3 separate regions of the Sus scrofa genome follow, and regions 2 and 3 are each linked to region 1. Evidence: chromatin contacts called from public targeted proximity ligation data. All regions are on one chromosome and are shown on one strand. The core of a region is the stretch at or near the end of the contact, and the rest is flanking DNA. Distances in the headings are between cores, read along the strand shown. Region 1 overlaps BABAM2 (BRCA1-A complex subunit BRE). Region 2 holds the start of FOSL2 (FOS like 2, AP-1 transcription factor subunit). Region 3 overlaps BABAM2 (BRCA1-A complex subunit BRE).

Region 1 (3,822 bases), core at 562-3,061:
TACATGTTCCCATAAAATATCGAGATTTGTGTCACAGGCCTCTGGTGACAAAGACTTGTTGAACTGCTAGATGTCAGCTTTTTTTTTTTTTTTTTCCCCTTCAGATAAAATTAAACTATGGAGTAACCATCCAATCCATGAGATTAAATTGGTTTTTCAATCACAAGTCTATAGACAATCAAAACTGGTACCAAATATCTTTATTGAAAAACATTCTGTATCATGTGTGGACAGATAAGAGTGGGGTGCCCTAAAGACAAGATGTTCGGAGGCCGGCTTCTGGCATTTTCCCCCTGGTGAAATCCTTGCTCTTCCCCACACGCCTTCCCTGCATGCAGCTACTCTGCTTTCTCCATGACCTTCTTCTGAATGTGAAGCTCTGAGCTCTAGTGCTTGTTCCAGCCCGCTCAGTAGGTGGACTCCGGTAAAGTTTAGAATTGGTTTTCTTTACAGCCCCAAATGGCCACTTTCAAAATAATTCGGTTCAGTGTGGCCTCTTGCATTGTATGAATCAGTAGCTGACTCTCCTGAGAGGCTTTAGAGCTGCAGAGAGCTCCATGCCTCTGGGGTGTGGGGCGGGGGGCTCTTTTCCTGGACTTTGAAGCAGGTCACAGAAAAAGGATCTGAAAAGAAATCCCATGTGACTGATGACCAGGACACCACTGATATCACAACTTAAACTCCTTGTGTAGATAACACGGAGCCAAGAGCAAAGGTCTAAGAAAGAAGCGTAAGGCAGTCTCCCCTGCCTGGGACGTAGTAACGTGCCAGATTTAGGCACTCATGCCGTGGTGAAGGAGAATAATTTTAAAATAAATAAGAATAAAATAAGAATAATAAAAAGGCCTGCTCCCTAGGCCTTAGAAAGAGAAACGGGAAGTAAAGCAGATGGCAGAGCGAGAGAAGTTTTGAGCACAGCCAGAAGAAAGGTGAAGGGTGAGGCGAAGTCTGACCCTGTCATGACACAGTGTCCTCCTAAGAGTGCCACTTGGGTAAGATGGGCTGGGCTGGTGGAACCGGGTCAGAGGCTGCAGGAGGGACCCACGTGGCCCAAGGCTCTAAGGTGAGGCGATCCAGCGTCACCTGCCCCTTGGGGGTGCTGCCCTCAGGGCACTGCCTACTGCAGATGGCTAGAGTGTTCTAAGCTCATCTCACCGCTAGGCCCGCCTCTACTCACCTCTACTCAGCTGGGGAGGCAGAAGCTAACAGGTGATCCCGGAGATGGGAGAAGAATTTTTCCATGGACCCCTCTTCTTCCCAGAAATTCCTAGATTCGGTGATTGATTACAAGGGGCACATCTGGCACGAGGAAACAGACTCTTTCAACTGATCACACTTAGTATCTTGAGACCAGGGGCCAGAGGGATGGAAAACAAATGCGAATCCCCCTAAATATCCCGTGACTGGTCACTTTCAGAAATCTTTTCTTTTCTTTTTCCTTCCCTTTTTGGCCATACCCACGTTAGTGGAAGTTCCTGGACTGGGGTTGAACCCACACCTCGGCATTGACCTGAGCCACAGCAGTGACGATGCTGGATCCTTAACCGCTAGGCCATCAGGGAACTCCATGACCAGTCACTGCCATGCACGCAGTAAAAGTACAGTGCTGGTGGGAACTCGTGCAACTAGAGCAAGGCAGTCCCGGGAGGACATACAGTTGGAGTTTGCTCTTCCCTTCTGCGTGGTTTTTGCCGTGTCAAACACAACTGAGTGAGAGCTGCCCCCGCAGCCCTAACTGGAGGCAGGGGAGGCTGTCCTGGCCTGGAACAGGCCTCTTTCTGGGCCACTGTCAGTGCTGTCTGAGCAGAGGGAGCACAAATATAAACCTCGGGCACATAAGGACACGCACAGGCCACAGAGCCTGTCAAGGGTTCTGTCATGTTCCGAATGAACAGATGTTTCTCCCACAACATTCTTCTTGGGGTTGGTCCAATGCATTTAAAAAAAAAAAAAAAACAACCAACACTGTTTACACTAATTATGCCCTTTTGCTGCCTTTGCTTGTTTTGTTTTGCTCTTCTCTTTTTCCCATACATTAAGAACTGTTCGCGTGAGGAAATTCTGCCCAGCTGCTTTTGGGAACAGACCCTTCCATAGCTTAAACCGGGAACCCTTTGTTCTTGGATCTGAGTGCAGCTCAGATTGCCTTGTCACATGTATCTTGGCGCTTCTTCCCTGAAGTTTATAGGCTTTTTAAAATCCATTTCCTTTTTACCCCGAAGACGATCAGCTTTCATAACTTTTCTTAAAGTAAATTTATCCAGATCCCTGTATTGTTTCGAGTTCTCTTCAGTGGCTCAGTCGGTGTTTTACTCAACAGTCCATATATTAAGTACATATTAAGTTTGGTGAATACCGTACCACTATCCTAGGCATTAAAAGGGAAATTAAACCCTTTTCTCCTTCATTGGTTTGTGCATATTTTCCTCTATTTATCCATTTTCTTCACTCGAGAGAGATTTTTTTGTAGCTTCTGTTGTGCTCCAGGTCCGCAGTGGGTGCAGCAGAATCAGTGATGAGGCAAGGGCTTCGCCTTCAAGGAATCCCCAATATACTGGTAGAAAAAGACACGTACAGAATTGAATTGCCAGTCAGGGTGATACGTGCCATAATAGCAGAGCGTTCCAGCTTCTTTGAGGAGGGGGATGCCTTGGCTCTGCCTCAGGCAACAAAAATAGCTTTACAGAATGAATACCTGCCACGGGAGAGTGTTCTCCACAGCGAGCAGTAAATCCAGAGACTAGGAGCGGGGAGAGAGGATGTTTGGGAAGTGATGATTGATTTGGTGGGGTCAGCGTCTAGCGAACAGAACCAGGAGCGACAGGAGATGGAGCTGGAAAAAATAGGCAGCCAGGTTGGGAAGGTCATTTTACACGCCGCATTTGAAAATGTACAACATGTCATATAGAAAATGGGGGTGGGGCAGGAAAGGCTCTGAAGCAGAGAAAATACATCCTCAGCGTTCTGGGCTGAATGGGGGTCCAGCCAAATGCATGTGTTGAAGCCCTAACCTCTCCCCACTCCTGGTCTGGCAAAATGTGACCATATTTGGAAATAGGATTTTTAGAGAGTTAATTATTAAAGTGAGGTCATTATTCGTGTGGGCCCTAATCCAGATGATGGGTGTCCTTATAAAAGGATGAAATTGGGCCACAGACACACGCAGAGGGAAGAAACAGAGAAGAAAGCCATCTACAAGCCCGCGAAAGAGGTCTCAGAAAAAACCCAACCCTGCCAACACCTCGATTTTGGACTTCTAGCCTCCAGAATGATGAGAAACGTTCTATTGTTTGAGCCAATGACAAGTGAAACGGTTTCATAGAGGACATTTCAGTAGCTTAACAAAGGATCCTTAAGGATTTCAGAGATATATTTATTTGTAAGTACAGTTGGCCCTCCATGTCTGCAAATTCTGCATCTGTGGATTTAACCAACCACAGATGGAAATATTCACGGAAAAAAGAAATTTCAGAAAGTCCCGAAAAGCAAAACCTGAATCTACTGTACTTAGGCAAATATTTACATAGCATTTACTTTGTATTAGGTATTATAGGTAATCTAGAGATGATTTAAAGCATATGGGAGGGGAGTTCCCGTTGTGGCATGACAGAAGCAAATCCGACTAGTATGCACAAAGATGTAGGTTCAATCCCTGGTCTCACTCATTGGATCGGGGATCTGGTGTTGCTGTGAGCTGTGGTGTAGGGGGCAGCTGTAGCTCTGATTCGACCCCTAGCCGGGGAACTTCCATATGCCACGGGTGCGGCCCTAAAAAGAGAAAAAAAAAGAAGTATATGGGAGGATGTGTATAGGTTATATGCA
Region 2 (3,822 bases), core at 849-3,348, 220 kb after region 1:
TGCACCAGAACTCAATTTCCCTGACTCCCGGTACAGTGCTTCTCCGGATCATCTCTGCAGAAGGATTGACGTGCCAGAGCTGACAAGGGCCTTAGAAGGTCATGGATTGTACTCCTTCATTTTATGGGAAGAAGCTGAAGCCCAGAGAAGTTAGGGACTCGCCCAAAGTCTCACAGCTCGTAAATAGTACAGCCTGGCGTTGGTACTCCAAGGCCTGTGCTCTTTACCCCGCACCTCGCTCCACCCCGCCCAGCGAGGTGGGAGAACGTAGGAGTCAGGACTACCTGCTCCCTGAACTTCGCTCCAAAACAACTGAAGACAACATCGGGGCACACCCTCTCCCGGACCTCCCTCTTCCCTATTTTTTCTTTTTCCAAATTCGTAACAGTCGGAGTTTGCCTATAATGCACGATCATTCCTATTAGATGCGTCCTAATTGCCCAGCGTAGAGGGCCGGAATGTCTTGCCTGGTTAATTTCGTCTTCAAGGCTGCTCCTAACAAATTAATTGCAGGGCCGAAAAAGGGAGGGGGGAAGCAGTGGGCAGCCAGCCACGGAGGGGAAAATAGGCAGGCCGGCCCCGCCCGGCGGCGCCGCGCCGGGCCAAGGCCCGGCCGCAGGGAGGCGCGGATACCCTGCGCGCCCAGGGCGCCCGCTGCTCCGGGCGGCGCCGCGGAGGGCGCCGACGACCGCGCGCGGCCGCACCCTCCCTGCGAGCGGCTCTGCGCGCCCGGCTCCCGGCCTCGCGGTGGCGCCGCGCTGAACCGCCCGTCTCGCTCTTCAGGACTGTGATTATTTTCTAAAACCCTGCGCAGGGGCCCGCGTGGCCGCTCTCGGGGGCCCCGCCCCGCGCCCCTTCCCAGGGCGGTGGAGAAGTAGGGAGGCCGTGGCGCGCTCTGGAGCCGGCGAGGGAATCCCTCTCCCTCCACGTCACCCGAAAGCGAGGGAACCCGCACGCGCGTCCTCTAACGCAAATGACCATCTTTGGCAACAGGCGCCGGTGGAACAGACCAAGGGCGCAGGGCCCAGGGGGGTGGGCGGGGGTGGGGAAGGGCCGGGCTGCCTCGGGTCCCCCAAACCGCGCTCACAGCGCTCCCACCCCCTCCACCTCCTTCCTTCCTCGCGCAGGGTGTGCGGCTGGCGTCAGCGCGGCCGGGAGCCCGGGCAGGGAGGGGAGTGCTGCGCCCGCCTCCTCCCGCGCCTCTTCCTCCTCTTCCCCCTCCTCCTCCTCGGCCCTCTCCCTCCGCCTCCCCTAGCGCTCCTCCCGCAAGGTGGAGTCTTGGGTTGACGTGAGGTACAGGGGCTGGAGAATAAAGAGTGGAGTTGAACTCGTGCCATTGTAGTGACTCATCTCGGGCAGAGCGCTGGGGCTCCGAGCGAACCAGCGAGCAAGCAAGCGGCGCTCGGCGGGGACAGAGAGAGGGAGAGAGAGAGGCGCGGACGGGCGAGGCGGGCCCGTCCGGGAGCGGGCGCCGGGGAAGGGGTGCAGGTCCGGGCGCCGGAGCCGCCGCAAGGGGAGCGGGCCCGCGTCCCTCTCCGCGTCAGCTCAGCTGGAACCCCACGGGCCGCGGGGCGGGCTGCCTTCACCTAATCAAGTGTCCCTGCCGCTCGAAACTCCGGCGGCGAGTCGGCCACAGGAAGTTTATTCTCAGCTCCTTTTCTAAAAGGAGGAAATAGAAGTTTCTCCAAGCGGGCAGCCTTTCTTTTCGCCTTTTTTTTTTTTTCTTCCTTTTTTGCCCTGTCTGAAATTGGGGGCCCCCAGACCTGGCAGGCTTGACTCGCCGGGCTCCTATTCTTTTTTTAATTTCCAATTTTTGATTGAGCCGGCGGTCCCGGCTGGGCTCTGATTGCGCGCGGGGGCAGGAGGGCGCGCGCAGGGGAGGGACCGAGGGACGCGCGGACTTTTTAGAGGGAGGGACCGGGTGGACAACTGGTCCCGCGGCGCTCGTAGAGCAGGAAAGAAGTGCAGCGCTCGGCGCTCGGGGGGCACTGTTCTCGGAGTGCCGCCGCCGAGGGGGAGAAGCCCGGGAGCGACGCTTAGAGCCCCAGGCGCGGCCGGCAGGGAGCCAGCGCGCAGCTGCCGGTGCGCGGCCGCGGCGAGGGCGGGGGAAGAAAAACACCCTGTTTCCTCTCGGGCCCCCACCGCGGATCATGTACCAGGATTATCCCGGGAACTTTGACACCTCGTCCCGGGGCAGCAGCGGCTCTCCTGCGCACGCCGAGTCCTACTCCAGCGGCGGCGGCGGCCAGCAGGTAGGTGCGGGCCCCGGGTGCACCTGGCGCCGCGGGTGGACCCCCCGCCTTCCTCTCGCCAGGACTGCCTTTTTTCCCCCCCTTTCTTTTCCCTTTCTTGATTTGGCGAGAAAATTCTTGCGGCCTCCATTGTAAGTTCTAGATTTTCATCTTGTCCTCCTGACACCTCCTTTAACCTTCCCCCATCCCCCGCCAACACTTTTTTTTTTTTTTTTTTTTTTTAAACTAGAGCGGCGAGTGGGCTGGAGAGCCAACAAACCCTCGCCTTCACACTACATCCTATACAGACAAGCTCCTGGAATTGCAGGGCCTTTTCCCCAGGACCCTGTACCTCTCTCGCAGGAACCCCGTGGTTAGACCCCCCTCCAAAAAAAATCTTTGCACCCACGGGCACCTCCCGACATCCAGGGACCTTATTCCTGCGAAAAAGCCCTCTCTCCTTCGGTCTTCGTTCATTTCTGAAAGAACTTGGGGACTGGGAAAAATGGGCTCCTTCAAGTAATCCGGAGCGAGGGCGAGGGTTGTCGCTCTGGGAATCAGGTGCGAAGGTCAGGAAGGAGGAGGTCAGCCTTGATTGGCTCAGGCTGCGCCTTTCTCCCCCGCGCCCATCCATCTCCTGTTAGGGTCACAGAAGGAGCCTGCACAGCCGACCAGAAGGGGCGCCTTGGGGGTCTGGGAATATCTGGGGCCAGGACGCCTGCAGAGAGGGGACGGTGGGGGGGCGGTGGGGGCGGTGGATGAGACCTCGCTTAGGCTCCTGGGTGGTTCTGGAAGCCGGAAAACAACTTGTTTCTAAAGCAGGCGGACTGGTTTGCACCAGAGGGATTTTGCCTGAGATCTGTGTGTCTATAAATACCGGAATAAATACCAGAAAGGTGCTGCTGGGTTGGTGGTGTTCGTGGGGTGCCTGCCCTCTGCAGCCACCACTCCCCCCCACCCCCCGACCCCCACTCTTGGGAGGGAGCTGGCTTAACCAACAAGGTTGCTGGAACCTGAAGCCCGCCTCGGTCAGGATCTGCAGAGTCTCTAGGCAAGTTGGCTGTCTCGAGTTGCGCTGGTAAGATGATGATGGCTTTGGCTTCTATAAGCCAGCCAACCAGGAGGGCCTGGGGTGGACTTCTGGGGAGGAGGGACCCTGAGGGAGAATAAAATGGAAAGGGGGCTCTCTTTGGTATCTGAAGAGGGGTCTCTTATTCCAAAGTGGTTCCCCATACCTGGTGAGTCCTTAAAATGGCTTTTCTGTGTCTTCTTTTTACCTGCCCCGGTGTCCCCTTTAGCACCCCACTGTAGAGAACCTGGTTGGTGCATTGAGGGTACGGTCAGAGCACCCCTAATACTGAGCACTAAGGTGATGCATTTCAAGTCTTGTCCCAAAGTGTTTGATTTTTGTTTGCTCTCCAGCCCCATTGGTGGTTTGTATTGAATCCAGATATCATTAAGCAGCGGGTGGGAGTCATTTATACCCATTCCCTCAGTCTCCATTTCCACAGCACCCCCCCCCCCCATCTCCGTTCTCCGATGGGAAGGGAATCTTCTGATGTCTCATCTGCTCTTTTGGCTGCTGTTTCTA
Region 3 (3,822 bases), core at 690-3,189, 200 kb before region 1:
GGAGTGGAAGGGCTCCTACCTTGGGAGTGAGGACATTGATTTTAAGTAGCAGCTTTCTTGAGAGAAGAGGGGAACGCATCTTCAGTTTTGGTTACAGAGCTTCAGAGGGTTTTGTCCACATTAAAGACAGCATATGTTGTTAATTGAGTGGTGGAACTGCTTCTATAAAAGAATTGTTTTCTGCAGCCATCCAGCAGTCTGGCCACCAGCCACATGCAAGTCAGTTTGTTTCTCTGCAGGATTACATGCTCCATGTCTATCGTACTCTTGAGTCTGGGAATCCTGCAAGTTTTAGACAATTTTCCATTTAGTAAAATAGTTCATTTGTTGTTGACATCTTTTAATTAACGTTGTGAGCAGAGAGATGCTGTAGCCGCACCGAAATACTGCTAGTGGATTAGAGAGCGCTACTTTTATGGCAGAGTAGCCATGATTTATCAGCCCTTTACTTCATGTATTATGGCCAAGATGAAATTTCCCTGTGTGATAAGAGATCGACTATATTTCAGTTGGTCTCTGTTAGATGCTATTATTCCGCTATTTCTTGATTTCTTTTTTTTTTTTTTTCCTATTGTGTTGGATTGTCCTTGGCACTTTTGAGATGTTGTGACTTGTGTTTTGCTTATTTCTCCACCCCTTCCCTGAAACATGCAGTACATGTAGATAACTTGCTCTTACAGACCCTGTGCGATGTGGCTCTTTTACACTTGCGTAATTTTCCTGGCTGGAGCGTGACTGTCTCTGTCCTTTGTTATCATCAGCTTAAATTAAAATTATCAAACAGAAAAACCGTCCATGGGATGCCGTTGCCTCTAAAGAACGGTTCAGTTTCTGTTCCTTTCTTTTTCTTTTTTTCTTCTGTATTTTCTTTGAATATTGGCCAGTTGTAAATGTTTTGACTTTGGTAGTGGTTTCATTTATTTGTATTTTTTAAATTTTATCATTCCTTGTCCCTGTAAAGCATTTTCTTGTATCTACTTTGGAAGAATTGTCATTTATTCATCCTTATTTTTCAGTATGCTGCATTTTCATTCATTTCCATAGATTTCCTCCCTTCCCCCCCCCCCCCTTAGCTTCTGTGGATTCCGGCGCTTGCTTTTGTTCATTGTTAGACTTGTTGTTTGACTCTGTCGTGTGTGAACTCAAAGGATCCTTCATACTATTTTTTTTTTTAACATCTTTCTTGGTCCAGCTGCTGGGTGTTTCAGAGTTATTTGACAGTAGGAAGTATTATTCAGTTTTTTTTTTTTTTTCCATGAATTCCACAGGCTAGTGCTTGGTTTTCACAAAGTTTCTGAAAGTTTGTGAGTGGGCTTTTGCACGATCTTCCCAGGCCTGTTTTGTGGGAGCTGAAGTGTAGGATCCAGGCTGAGACTGTTCTTTGTGTGTTGGTTTGCTTCTGCTGCTGGTGCTCTGGTTTGTGCCAGTGGATACAGTCAGCAAAAGACACATTGCTGAACAATGAACTCAGAACTGAAAGAAAGATTGGTGTGGTTTCTTTTTCCCCCCATCTAGCATTCTGTGGTTATTTCTCCTGATTTTTTGGCGAGTGTTGCTCGTCTGTGTCAAGCTGTGGCCACATCAGCTTTAAATTTTTGCTTTGTATAATTCAGTTAGGAATTAGAAAGAAGTATTTGAAATCATGCAGCAGTCCATATTTTCCAAAGTATTTTTTACTGAACTGATCTCATGCTCATGTCCCAACAACTTTCAGAGGGCCAGTTGCCCGGCTGTACGTACAAGGGAGGATTCAGAGCGTCTAAGGGACCAGGGCACATAACTGGGAAGTGAGGAACCCAAATCCAAGACTTCTGAGTACAAACCCGATGCTTTTCCCACTGCAACAGGCTGGGAAAGAAGTACTGTATTTTTACCATGCACTCACTATTGGCTTTGCAGTAGAGCAGATAAGAGCAAGTCAACGTGGTGAGAAAGTTACGCAGGAGGAAATAAGAACAGGCAGCAGCGTTGCTGAATAGGAAGTAAGCACAACATCAAATGCTAGTGCCTTCCATCAGACATCAGCTAGGAAGGGCGGGGGGCAGTGGGACTAATCCCCGATTGGGAAATGAGCTGACAACCTTCCACTTTTGTGTGGATCCCTCTTGGACACTCAAGGAGTTAACAACTCATGGTTGGTTACTTTTTGTTTGTTTCCGAGGGGGCCGAAAGCACCAGCAAAAGTTGCTGAAGACAGGGTGCGAAGTTAATCAGGTTTACCAGAGATAAAGGGTTAGTTTCAGCTCTGAGATGCGGAGCAGAGACTTAAACGCTGATTTTACTGTGGGTGTCTTTAGACTGGTTAGCCGGTGATCTTCAGTTACCTGATAGATCCTCACCTAGCAACACGTCTTTATGATTCAGGTCGGTTATCTGGCCTAAAACACCTTTCATTGTCCTGATTATATCTTTGTGCTGTAATAAAATCTGTTGTTTAATTGACAGATCCTAAGTGCAACAGCAGTTTTGAAGAACTTTCTAAAATCACTTGAATGTTTTTTTCTTTAATGTGGGGAAGATGAGGGAAGAAAACTTAAAAGTCAAGGTAACTTAAAATTCAAGATAGTACAATGGACCAGATAGGAATAGCTAACTAGCCTCTTTGGGCATTTTTGAGTGAAAAAAATTGCCTTTGCATTTTATAACGGGCTCCACATTTATTTCGAAGTGAAATTATCAAAAGATGTTGACCTTAGCATAAGTTTTAAATAGCAAATACTCAGTTTTATTTTATGAAACAGAAGAAATCTGAAAGAAATGAGACATGATCAAAAGCAAATTTAATTAAAGTAGAATGTTCTCCCCTCAACCTATTAGTCTTGCTACAGTTCCTCTTAAGAGACATGGATTTGTCAGAACTTATGTCATCCTAATAATTAACTGAAGTGAACGAATTTTATTTTTAGAGCTAAAGACTCTTTGATGTCATTGAACCCACTACTGATTGTAGCAGTTTCTTTACAGCATCCTTGGTAGGTGGCTATACAGCTATTACCATTAAGAGGCATCTTATTATTCACGAGGGAACATCACATTGCTCTTCAAAAAATGGTTTTGTCCCCTGAACAAAAAAACTTTATTTCCTCATCGGCATGACAGTTTCATGGTATTGAGAGGAGTGCTCAGCTGAATTCTTTTTTTTTTTTTTTTTTTTTTGTCTTTTTGCCATTTTCTTGGGCCGTTCCCGTGGCATATGGAGATTCCCAGGCTAGCGGTCCAATCAGAGCTGTAGCCCCCCGCCTACGCCAGAGCCACAGCAACGCGGGATCCGAGCCGTGTCTTCGACCTACACCCCAGCTCATGGCAATGCTGGATCCTTAACCCACTGAGCAAGGCCAGGGATCGAACCTGCAACTTCATGGCTCCTAGTCGGATTTGTTAACCACTGCACCACGACAGGAACTCCTCAGCTGAATTCTTGTTTGAGTTAATTAGCTATGCCAATATTCCTTTTACAGTGGTAGCCTTTTTGAAAAATGGAATTACTAAGATTACCCAATAATTACTAGAATTGAGAAATTGTGGATAATGGTAGAAAACTACAAATGAGAAAAAACATGGTCCCAGTCTTAAAGAAGGGAAGAGAGAGATAGTCTTCAAATGACAGTTTGTTTTTGTTTTTGTTTTGTTTTTTGTCTTTTCTGGGCCGCACCTGTGGCATATGGAGGTTCCCAGGCTAGGGGTCTAATCGGAGCTATAGCTGCTGGCCTACAGCACAGTCACAGCAACGCCAGATCCAAGCACATCTGCGACCTACACCACAGCTCACGGCAACTCTGGATCCTTAACCTACTGAGCGAGGCTAGGGATGAACCCGCAACC

Evidence for each region.
Region 2: a targeted proximity ligation map of skeletal muscle shows a contact between it and region 1, with 4 times the contacts expected there. A contact is called at or near these places in 1 of 5 promoter capture datasets (liver), 4 of 47 Hi-C or Micro-C datasets (embryonic fibroblasts, heart right ventricle, omental adipose tissue and 1 more) and 2 of 2 datasets of targeted methods (alveolar macrophages and skeletal muscle).
Region 3: a contact with region 1 is called in a targeted proximity ligation map of skeletal muscle, with 2.8 times the contacts expected there. A contact is called at or near these places in 2 of 47 Hi-C or Micro-C datasets (embryonic fibroblasts and heart right ventricle) and 1 of 2 datasets of targeted methods (skeletal muscle).

Annotation. Positions count from the first base shown.
Region 1 is chr3:111,065,405-111,069,226 of Sscrofa11.1, reverse strand. The region is part of intron 7 of BABAM2 (BRCA1-A complex subunit BRE); the gene reads left to right. Among named protein-coding and RNA genes, the nearest start is that of FOSL2, 220 kb to the right of the region's middle.
Region 2 is chr3:110,841,179-110,845,000 of Sscrofa11.1, reverse strand. FOSL2 (FOS like 2, AP-1 transcription factor subunit) reads left to right here and starts at 2,098. Exons shown (of 4, transcript NM_001315740.1): 1 at 2,098-2,252. The coding sequence starts at 2,151.
Region 3 is chr3:111,264,373-111,268,194 of Sscrofa11.1, reverse strand. The region is part of intron 3 of BABAM2 (BRCA1-A complex subunit BRE); the gene reads left to right. Among named protein-coding and RNA genes, the nearest start is that of BABAM2, 62 kb to the left of the region's middle.